Regions from separate parts of the Sus scrofa genome. Here region 2 is linked to region 1. The links are chromatin contacts, called in public HiChIP or PLAC-seq maps. All regions are on one chromosome and are shown on one strand. Each heading gives the region's core, a stretch centred on a gene start, on an enhancer-like site or on the middle of the called end of the contact. The rest is flanking DNA. Distances are from core to core; before and after follow the strand shown.

Evidence for each region. HiChIP or PLAC-seq counts read pairs in DNA pulled down with a chosen protein or histone mark.
Region 2: an H3K27ac HiChIP or PLAC-seq map of alveolar macrophages shows a contact between it and region 1. The contact joins two enhancer-like sites. A contact is called at or near these places in 2 of 47 Hi-C or Micro-C datasets (brain and mesenchymal stem cells) and 1 of 2 datasets of contacts at active chromatin or transcription factors (alveolar macrophages).

What each region holds. Positions count from the first base shown.
Region 1 is chr9:45,868,208-45,873,291 of Sscrofa11.1, forward strand. The region is part of intron 1 of ARCN1 (coatomer subunit delta); the gene reads left to right. Among named protein-coding and RNA genes, the nearest start is that of ARCN1, 7.0 kb to the left of the region's middle. Within about 2 kb of position 1,939, at least 5 of the 83 cell types and tissues checked have an H3K27ac peak or open chromatin away from gene starts, as enhancers often do. A contact at or near this core is called in alveolar macrophages, where this site is marked.
Region 2 is chr9:46,046,688-46,051,771 of Sscrofa11.1, forward strand. All of the region lies in intron 4 of DDX6 (probable ATP-dependent RNA helicase DDX6), which reads right to left. Among named protein-coding and RNA genes, the nearest start is that of DDX6, 14 kb to the right of the region's middle. Within about 2 kb of position 2,349, at least 2 of the 83 cell types and tissues checked have an H3K27ac peak or open chromatin away from gene starts, as enhancers often do. A contact at or near this core is called in alveolar macrophages, where this site is marked.

The DNA.
Region 1 (5,084 bases), core at 689-3,188:
CTTTTATTTTTATTCTTTACAGGTTTTTATTTTTTGTTTTAGAAAGGAAACTTGTGATGAGCTTAAATCTCTTACTGAGTAACTTCAAGTTTTGGTTTTGTATTTGGTCTAGATCTTACTGTGATCTTCCCCTGGATTTGATTTTATCTATAACTACTTCATGCAAAGGAGAAAGACAAAATGATTTTCTCTGAAGTTGTAGAAACTAGCCTTAATATGGTCATGAATTATATATATGTGTCATCATTATGATGAATTATGAAAGAGAAGGTAACTGGTTAATTCTGGAAGTAAGGAAAAGCCCTTGACTTTTTTCTTTAGGGAATTGTGCATATTTATGCTGAATTACTACGTGTTACTCTTGAATCTATCACTAGTGGGGATGAGGGGATATGCAGCTATTTGGTACATGTATATTATACACACTGATTTTAAACAGTTTGACTTTTGGCAGCTTAATATTAATGTAAAATATGGCTCCAGAGTAGTTTCTACTGGAGCAGTGGGTGTGAAATGGAGGTATTGCACATTTTCTGTTGCTGTAAATTTTTCAAATGCTACACTTATAGAATCTTAAAGATGGGAGTTCCCTTGTGGTACATCGGGTTAAGGATTTGGTGCTGTCACTGCAACATCTCAGGCCACTGCAATGGTGCAGGTTCAGTCTCTGGCCCAGGAACTTCTATGTGCCCTGAGCACAGCCAGAAAAACAAACACAAAAAAATCTTTATAAAGATGTACAGCCTACTTTATTTTTGGGTTTTTTTGTTTCATTTGTTTTTTGGCTGCACCCACGGCATGCTGAAGTTCCCGGGTCAGGGATTGAACCCACACCACAGCAGTGATGCTACAGTGACAACACCAGATCCTTAACCCTCTGAGCCACAAGAGGACTCCTAAAGTCACTTTAGATTTCATATAAATTAGTCTCTTTTAGGGATATTTCAAGAAGCGATTAAGTGATAATTAATGGCAGAGGCAGAACAGAAGCCTAATTCTCCAGATTTCTTTACTTAAGGGACTTCCTTTGGTGGGGGGGGCACACCTGCAGCATGTGGAAGTTCCCATGCTAGAGGTCTAATTGGAGCTGTAGCTGCTGGCGTACACCACAGCTCACAGCAATGCTGGATCCCTAAGCCACTGAGTGAGTCCAGGGATTGAACCCGCATCTTCATGGATCCTGGTTGGTTTCATTAACTGCTGAGCCACAAAGGGAACTTCCTCAAGGAACTTTCTGATCCATGTAGTTAAAGCTGTGTAGGAGAGAATTTTTATTCAATCCAAAAACAATTGATAATATACTCAAACTACTTTAAGTATTATTAAGAGAAAAATTGTTTGACAAATTTCAACCTAATGGGAAATTTTATTTTGTTTTTTCAACAGTCCTGATGAGATCATCGGCATGACTTCTGGGTCCTCAGTTTTTATATTTATAAAACAGTCAAAGGCTCTTGAAAGTTTCTTTTAGGTCTAAAAAGAAAATGTAAAAAAATAAATAAATAACTTCATGGAGAATCATGCATATTCATTCTTCCTGAAAGAAAATCACATCAGATTACACTAGGAACAATTAACTTACCTTTTAGTGTATACTATAATAATTTTTAGACATTGGTAAACATTAATGTGAAAAGAAGTTTATTTCAAGGCATTTGAGAAGATGAATGTTAATTTAGAACAGGTTTAATTTATCTTGTTTTGAGTTGACCATATTTTCCAGCCATGTTTGAATAACAGTGAATAGAAATCTGTGTCAGCTTCCTGGACCCTGTGATTGTGGTGTCTTGGGTGTTTCAAGGTTAAGAGCCATATTTAGTGTGGGGCACTTTGGTCCTGCCTTGGGAGCCTTATATTGCTTGTATCTGGATACTGGAATGACTCAAAGAGAGTCTCAGTTTTCCTGCTTGGGACCTACTGTTTTACACTGCTGTTTCTTCATCTTTATGTACTCAATTCCCCTGATTCATCAAAGCATAACTTAAATACTTTTGTTCTGTCATGTCAGCAGTGGTCTTGTGAGCTGAAAGTAATCTCTTCCTCCTCTGAATTCCCATAGCACATTACTTAACATGTTCTGCCTAGTATTACAGTTATTTATGTTTGTGTCCCTACTAGGCTGCTGCTGGATTTTTTGTTTTGGGGGGATTTTTTTTTTTTTTTGAAGTATAATAGACATATAACGTATTACTTTCAACATAATGATTTGATATTTATGTATATTGTGAAATAATCACCAAAATAAGTCTAGTGAACATTTGTCACTATTTAGTTATGAGTTATTTTTTCTTTTCATAGATGTGAGAACTTTTGAGATCTTGCTGGATTTCTTTCTTTCTTTCTTTTTTTTTTTTTTGTCTTTTTAGAGCTGCACCCGAAGCTTATGAAAGTTTCCAGGCTAGGGGTTGAACTGGAGCTACAGCCGCCAGCCTGTGCCACAGCCACAACAACGCCAGATCTGAGCCGCATCTGTGACACATGCTGTAGCTCATGGCAACACTGTGATGCCAGGGATTGAACCCACATCCTCGTGGATACTAATTGGGCTTGTTACTGCTGATCCACAATGGGAACTCTGAGATCTTGCTAGATTTCTTAAGGGAAGAATCTTACTAATTTCCTCTTGCTGTTTCCAGAGAGCATCTAGTGTGTATAGTAGGTGTCCAATAAATAATTATCTTATTAATTCTTAAAATAATACTGCTAACATGGAGATTTTCAGTACCTGTTATTACCCTTTGACCATGCTCCATCAATGCAGCAAAGTGGATGAGTTGCCCCTCTGTATAGCATACACCTTTCTGTTTACAGATTGCCTTTAATTTCTTTTTCCCTTTCATGTTGCCTTTGATGATGATAATTTTTACCTAAACTCTATCTGCATGGTATGGAGACGTTTATGTTTTCTTTCGTTTTTATTTTTATGTTTGTCTTTTTAGGGCCGCACCCATGGCATATGGAAGTTCCCAGGCTAGGGGTCGAATTGGAGCTGTAGCCCCAGGCCTACAGTTCAGCCACAGCAACAGGGGATCCAAGCCAGGTCTCTGACCTAAACCACAGCTTATGGCAACACTGGATTATTTAATCCACTGAGCAAGGCCAGGGATCGAACCTGTGTCCTCATGAATACTAGTTGGGTTCGTTACTGCTGAGCCACAGTGGGAACTCCTGGAGGCATTTTATTTATTTCTTTTAAATTTTTTTGGCTTTTTAGGAGCACACCCGAGGCATATGGAGGTTCCCAGGCTAGGGGGCCAATGAGAGCTACAGCTGCTGGTCTACGCCACAGCAATGCCAGATCCGAGCCGAATCTGTGACCTGCACCACAGCTCACAGCAACTCTGGATCCTTAACCCACTGAGCAAGGCAAGGGATCAAACACGTAACCTCATGGTTCCTAATCAGATTCATTTCTGCTGCGCCACAACCGGAACTCCCTGGAAGCATTTTAAATTCCAGCTGCCATTGTGGCTTACTGGTTAAGGACCCGACATAGTCTCTGTGAGATTGGTGGTTTGATCCTTGGCCTTGCTCAGTGAGTTAAGGGTCTGGCGTTGGTGCAAGCTGCTGTGTAGATTGCAATTGCTGTTTGGATCCAGTGTGGCTGTGACTGTGGCGTAGGCCTCAGCTGCAGCTCTGATTGAGCCCCTAGCCTGGGAACTTCCATTATGCCCCAGGCATAGCCGTAAAAAGAAAAAAAATTCCATCTGCCTAAGAACTACTCTGAAACCTACAAACATTGTTTCTAACAGGTTTATTATTATTAGGCATATTCGATATGGGCTTTGCATTAAGTCAGCATATTTATATAGGTCTAAAGGTTTGGTCTGAGTAGTCCTTTTTTGAGGTAGACATTTGACTTCAAGTGTTTAAATTGTGTGCTTAGTATCTTTATGTACTTGTGTTTTATTTTATTTCTTTAAAACCATAGAAAATTCTAAGGTAGGGGACCACATAATTCTTAGGACTGTGGTTCTCAGCCTCCCCCTCTCTGCCCCATGAAGAAGGCCTCTAGAAGTATTAAATTTATAATATGCCCCATTTATTTGTAATATTTCTCACTGCATAAAGTGATTATGGGTCACTTGAGAATTTCTACTGTAGAGGATCTGTGAACTCTGAAATTTTATATAAAATGTTGTAGGAAGAGAGTCTGTGTCCATTATTTAAACATTAAAATATTGCCAAACCCATGAAGGTAAAAATCCATTAACTTGAAGTGATAACTTTCTTGGCAACTTTATTTTTTTTTTTTTAATTTCTTTTTTTGTCTTTTTGCCATTTCTTGGGCCGCTCCCATGGCATATGGAGTTTCCCAGGCTAGGGGTCTAATTGGAGCTGTAGCTGCCAGCCTATGCCAGAGCCACAGCAACTCGGGATCTGAGCCGCGTCTGCAACCTACACCACAGCTCACGGCAACGCCGGATCGTTAACCCACTGAGCAAGGCCAGGGATCGAACCCGCAACCTCATGGTTCCTAGTCGGATTCGTTAACCACTGCGCCACGACGGGAACTCCGGCAACTTTATTTTTAATGTGCTGTTTTACATTGTGAATATATGTGGTATAAGTTACATAGTGCTTTGGTTTACATTTTTATTATACTCATCTGGCCCTCATAATAGCTCCTGAAATAGATGATGCTCCATTTTATAAGAGAAAAAAACTGAGGCTAAGAGAAGGTAAGTAACTTAAAGTCAGGCAGATAATAAATAGAACAAAAATTAGGATCCATAGTCATTCGGTTTTCCTGATATGTTAACTTGGTTCTTGGCAAATTTAGAACACTTTTTTTGGGGGGGGGGGCTGCACTTGCAGCATATGAAGTTTCCTGAGCTAGGTATTGAACCTTAGCCACAGCAGTGACAACAACAAATCCTTAACCGCTAAGGCACCAGGGAACTCCTAGAACACTATTTCTAATTCACATAGTTTTGGGGGAAAAGAGAAAACAATGTAAGGGAATTCCTCATTTTCCTAATGATTTATATTAAGGAAAACTTTTTGGAATATATAGAGTTTTAGGACTGTAGCACAAATAGTTAAATGTATTCTTAAAATATTTAATAATTTACTTATACATA
Region 2 (5,084 bases), core at 1,099-3,598, 180 kb after region 1:
TTACCAAAACTGCTCATAAAATACATACTATTTTGTATCCTAATGTAATAAAACCTACATATGTGAGTTTGTATATGGGAGTATTGTATCTAAGGAAGGTGAGCATCAACAATAAAGAGGAGGAATTTAGGCTGATAAATACAGGGAAAAAAGCAAAGGACAATTCACAATTAAAACTGGAAGAAAAGGAGTTCCTGTCGTGGCGCAGTGGTTAATGAATCTGACTAGGAACCATGAGGTTGCGGGTTCGATCCCTGGCCTCGCTCAGTGGGTCAAGATCTGGCCTTGCTGTGAGCTGTGGTGTAGGTTGGAGACGCGGCTCGGGTCTCCGATTAGACCCCTAGCCTGGGAACCTCCACATGCTGCTGGAACAGCCCAAGAAATGGCAAAAAAGGCAAAAAAAAAAAAAAAAAAAAAAAAAAGGCAAAAAAAAAAAAAAACTGGAGGAAAAAACAGAATAGATCAAGGATATAGATATATGATTATTCTAAGACTAGTAAATCAATCTGACTAGAAAAATTGTAGCTTGGACGATTTATCCTTACACAAAACAGGAATAGACTGGAAAAGTTAATCTCAGGTTCCATTTGATATTTTTAATTGTGTTACATAATGTCCAATGTCTGTGGACTGGATTCCCGACAATTACAAAATATTAAATACACATAAACAGAATTAAAAAGGCAAGGTAGGTATGAACTGGGAGGAAGCAGTGTTTGTTTTCTTTTTTTTTTTAAATTGCCACACCTATGGAATATGGAAGTTTCTGGGCCAAGGAATTGAATCCTTGCTACAGCTGTGGCAACACTGGATCCTTAACTCACTGCACCGGGCCAGGAATCAAACCTGCACCACTTCTGCAGTGACCCAAGCCACTGCAGTCAGATTCTTAACCGTGCCAGAGGAGGAACTCCCAGAATATTTTTATTTCTAAAACTAAGAAATTTTAATTTCTAAAACTATAATATTAGGAAAATAAAAACATGAAAGATTCATAATCACCATAACAATTACTGATTTCTTTTTTTTTTTTTTTTTTTTTTTGCTTTTCGGGGCCACACTCGAGGCGTATGGAAGTTCCCAGGATAGGGGCTGAATGAGAGCTATAGTTGCCAACTTGCACCACAGACATGCAAGATCCAAGCCACATATGCAACCTACACCACAGCTCATGGCAACACTGGATCGTTAACCCACTGAGTGAGTCCAGGGATTAAACCTGCATCCTCATGGATCCTAGTCGGATTCATTACCGCTGAGCCACAATGCGTTTCTTTCTTTTCTTGAGCTAATGTCCAAAACAATATCTCTAGCACTTAAAAACTGTTATTGGAGAAATTAAGCCATAAACATCATGACTTTCATTTCCCACCATGACACTCATTCTAGAACAATAATCACAGGAGCTCCCATCGTGGCACAGCCAAAATGAATCCGACTAGGAACCATAAGGTTGTGGGTTCGACCCCTGGCCTCGCTCAGTGCGTTAAGGATCTGACATTGCCCTGAGCTGTGGTGCAGGCTGCAGACGTGGCTTGGATCCTGCAACAGCCTATAGCTAGGCCAGCAGCTATAGCTCTGATTTGACCCCTAGTCTGTGAACCTCCACATGCTGTGGGTGCAGCCCTAAAAAGCAAAAAAGGAACACCAATCACATAGGACGGATGAGTTCCTTATGGTTAGAATAACTAGCACAGTTGCCAAAACAACTGCAAAAATTGTGCAGTGACAAAGACTCTGTTACCTTATTCCTATAGCTATCATTAAACAGTGAGATTATGGTAAAACAGGTCAAAGAACGAAATCTTATTTTTGACCCTATGGTCTTATTAATCTCTTCTACTTTGAGTCAGCTCTACTAATCTTCAGGTATCCTGAAGGCTTATTATCCCCATGGGTTCATTTTCTTCTATGGTTTTTAAACAGGCTACCTGCACACTACTCAGTTCTAGAGTAGAAAAAAAGGCTAGGAATCTGAGTCAGGCCCTTTAAAAGGATAAAACTTCTGAACAAAGTCAGAGAGGGTAGAATTAGATTGGGGTTATCCTAACTTCTATTTTGGGTTTACCTTTCTACTTAAAGGCCACTGACTTCTATTCCTCTGCTCTCTTTGACAGGACTTATGCTCTACAGAAACTGTTTAAGGATAGGGCTTTAACAAAGTAAGTAAGCTAGTTTGTAAATTACGATGCACTGATGTTTTGTCCTATACGGTAGCCATTATTAGTTAGCAGTCAGGGAATCAAGCACATCCACACAATCTCTTACTACTGTTTGGTAGGAAGATTAAGAGAAATGAAGCAAGAGAATTCAAGTCAGACCCAGACAGCTTTGAAACCCAAGAGGAAATCTTGGGGAGCTGCCAGGGAGAAGAAAAAAAGGAAGCTAAACAATTTACTGTGTGATGGGCACTATGCTTAGCTATTTAATGTTATTTATATCCTTTCAAGTTCTTACAAAACATATCCTGAGACAGATTGTTTTGCCCAAGGCAGCAAAGCAAGAAAGGCCAGAACCAGGATTTGAACTCAGGTCTGCTAATAGAGAAATCAGAACCTCATATACTATAAGTAGACTGTGCGGCCATTTTGAAAAGTCTGGCAGTTCCTCAAAAGTTTAAACAGTTACTTATGTACCAGCAATTCTACTCATCAGTATATACCTGAGAGAAATGGAAACAACTCCACAAAAACTCGTACATCGATGTTCAAAATAACATTATCCATAATAGCTAACAACCCTACCAACTGAAAAATGGATAAACCAAATGTGATAGAGCCATACAATGGAATATAACTCAGCAATTAAAAGGAATGAAGTACTGATCTATGATACAGTATTGATGAACCCTAAAAACATGCCAAGTCTAAAAAAAAAACCAGTCACAAAAAACCAGAACGGGCCAACCCATAGAAACAGAAAGATTAGTGGTTGATTAGAACTAGAGGAAAACTGAGGGGAGACTACTAGGAATTTTTGGGGTGATGAAAATGTTCTAGAACTGACTGTATTAACTGGTTGCACAACTGTGAATGTACAGGAAAAAAAACTGTAAACTTGAAGTGTGTGAATTGTGTCCTATGTGATTTATATCTTATGGTCACCAAATTATTTAAAAAATTATTTATATTTAGACAAAAAACTGAATAAAATTGTAAAATGATGTTAATCATTACGACAACAGACATAGAAAAAAAAAGAAAACAAGTGGAAAGAAGGCAGATAAGAACAGAAGAACATCAGTCATGATGCCAGACTATACCAGAGGACTTCTAAATTTCTTTTTGGTTCTAAAGCTCTAATTTTTTTTTTTCCTTTTGTCTCGTGAGGGCAGTACCCATGGCATATGGAGGTTCCCAGGCTAGGGGTCTAATTGGATCTACAGATGCTGGCCTACACCACAGCCACAGTAACGCCAGATCCAAGCTGCGTCGTGACCTACACCACAACTCACGGCAACGCTGGATCTTTATTAACCCACTGAGCAAGGCCAGGGATTGAACCTGAAACCTCATGGCCTCGGTTTCTGCTGCACAACGACAGGAACTCCTAAAGTTCTAATATTTATGGTTTGTTATGCTGAAGGATTCCTTAGAACCGTAAGTCTTGTGTTTTCCAGATTCTCAAGCAAAGCAGTAGTGTAGAAAAAGGCACTGTGAATGACAATTTCAGGCATATAAAACAATACTTTATTTAAAAAAAATTTTGGCCACACCCATGGCACACAGAAGTTCCTGGGCCAGGGACTGAACCCATGCCACATCTGTAACCAGAGCCACTGCAGTGACAATCCCCGATCTTCTACCCTCTGAGCTGCCATGGAACTCCAATAATACTTTGTATTCAAACTGTGCTTCCTATTTCAAAATGTTTTGTTTATATAGGCACACCTTGGGAACATTGCTGATTTGGTTCTAGACCACTGCAATCAAGAGAGTCGCTCAAATTCTCTTCTTTCCCAGTGCATAAAAGTTATGTTTACTATGCTGTAGTCTAGTAAGTGTGCAGTAGCACTGTGTAAAAATAAACAATATACATACCTTAATTTAAAAATACTAACCACCATCTGTCAACACAGAGTTGCCACAAACCTTCAATTTGTTTAAAAAACAAACCAAAAAAACCCCAAATGCAGTATCTGCGAAATACAGTAAAGCAAAGCACAGTAAAACAAGGTACACCAATACACTTGTTCTTCAGAATAAAAACCCTCTAAGGAAAAAAAAAAAAAAAAAAGAAAAGGAGTTCCCATTGTGGCTCAGTGGTTTACAAACCTGACCGGTGTCCATGAGGATGTGGGTTTGATCCCTAGTCTAAGAATCTGGCGTTGCTGTGAGCTATGGTGTGTGTAGGTCATAGACGAGGCTTGAATCCTGCACTGCTGTGGCAAAGGCCAGCAGCTGCAGCTCCAACTCAACCCCTAGCCTGGAAACTTCCATATGCCTCAAGTACAGCCCTAAAAGGAAAAAAAAGAAAAAGAAATCCTATGAGGGAGATCATTTCTACTTTACGTAAAAGCTAGATGGCAGACTGGCTAAGTGGCTGGACAGTTAATTATCTATATGCTATACCAACAGCAAGAGTAAAAATAATAAAGTGAACTTAACATTTTATTGAAGTTCCCTTGTGGTGCAGCGGGTTAAGGATCCAGTATTGCTGCAGCTGTGGCACAAGTTCAATCCCTGGCCTGGGAACATCCACATGCCATAAATGTGGCCACACTGCCGCCACCCCCCCCCCCCGCAAAAAACCAAGAAGACAAAGTGAATTTAACATTTTAATACAACTGTAAAAAAGGAGCCAGTAAGAGTCCATTAAGAATTAAGTCTGCCTGGCAGCAGTGTGGCTAAGCATAAGCAGTCTAAGGCACTGGATTAAAATTAAGGCTGCTAAATGAACCCATATCCTTTTTTGATAAAACTACTATAAAAAATAAAAACCCATAATATTTATTGAGCATTTATCACTTACTAGCCACTGTACTAAGCATACTAACATGAATTACCCAACTTAATCTCTACAACAATGCTATGGTGGGTGTATACTATTATTATAGGTCAGAAAACTGAGGCTTAGAAACATCT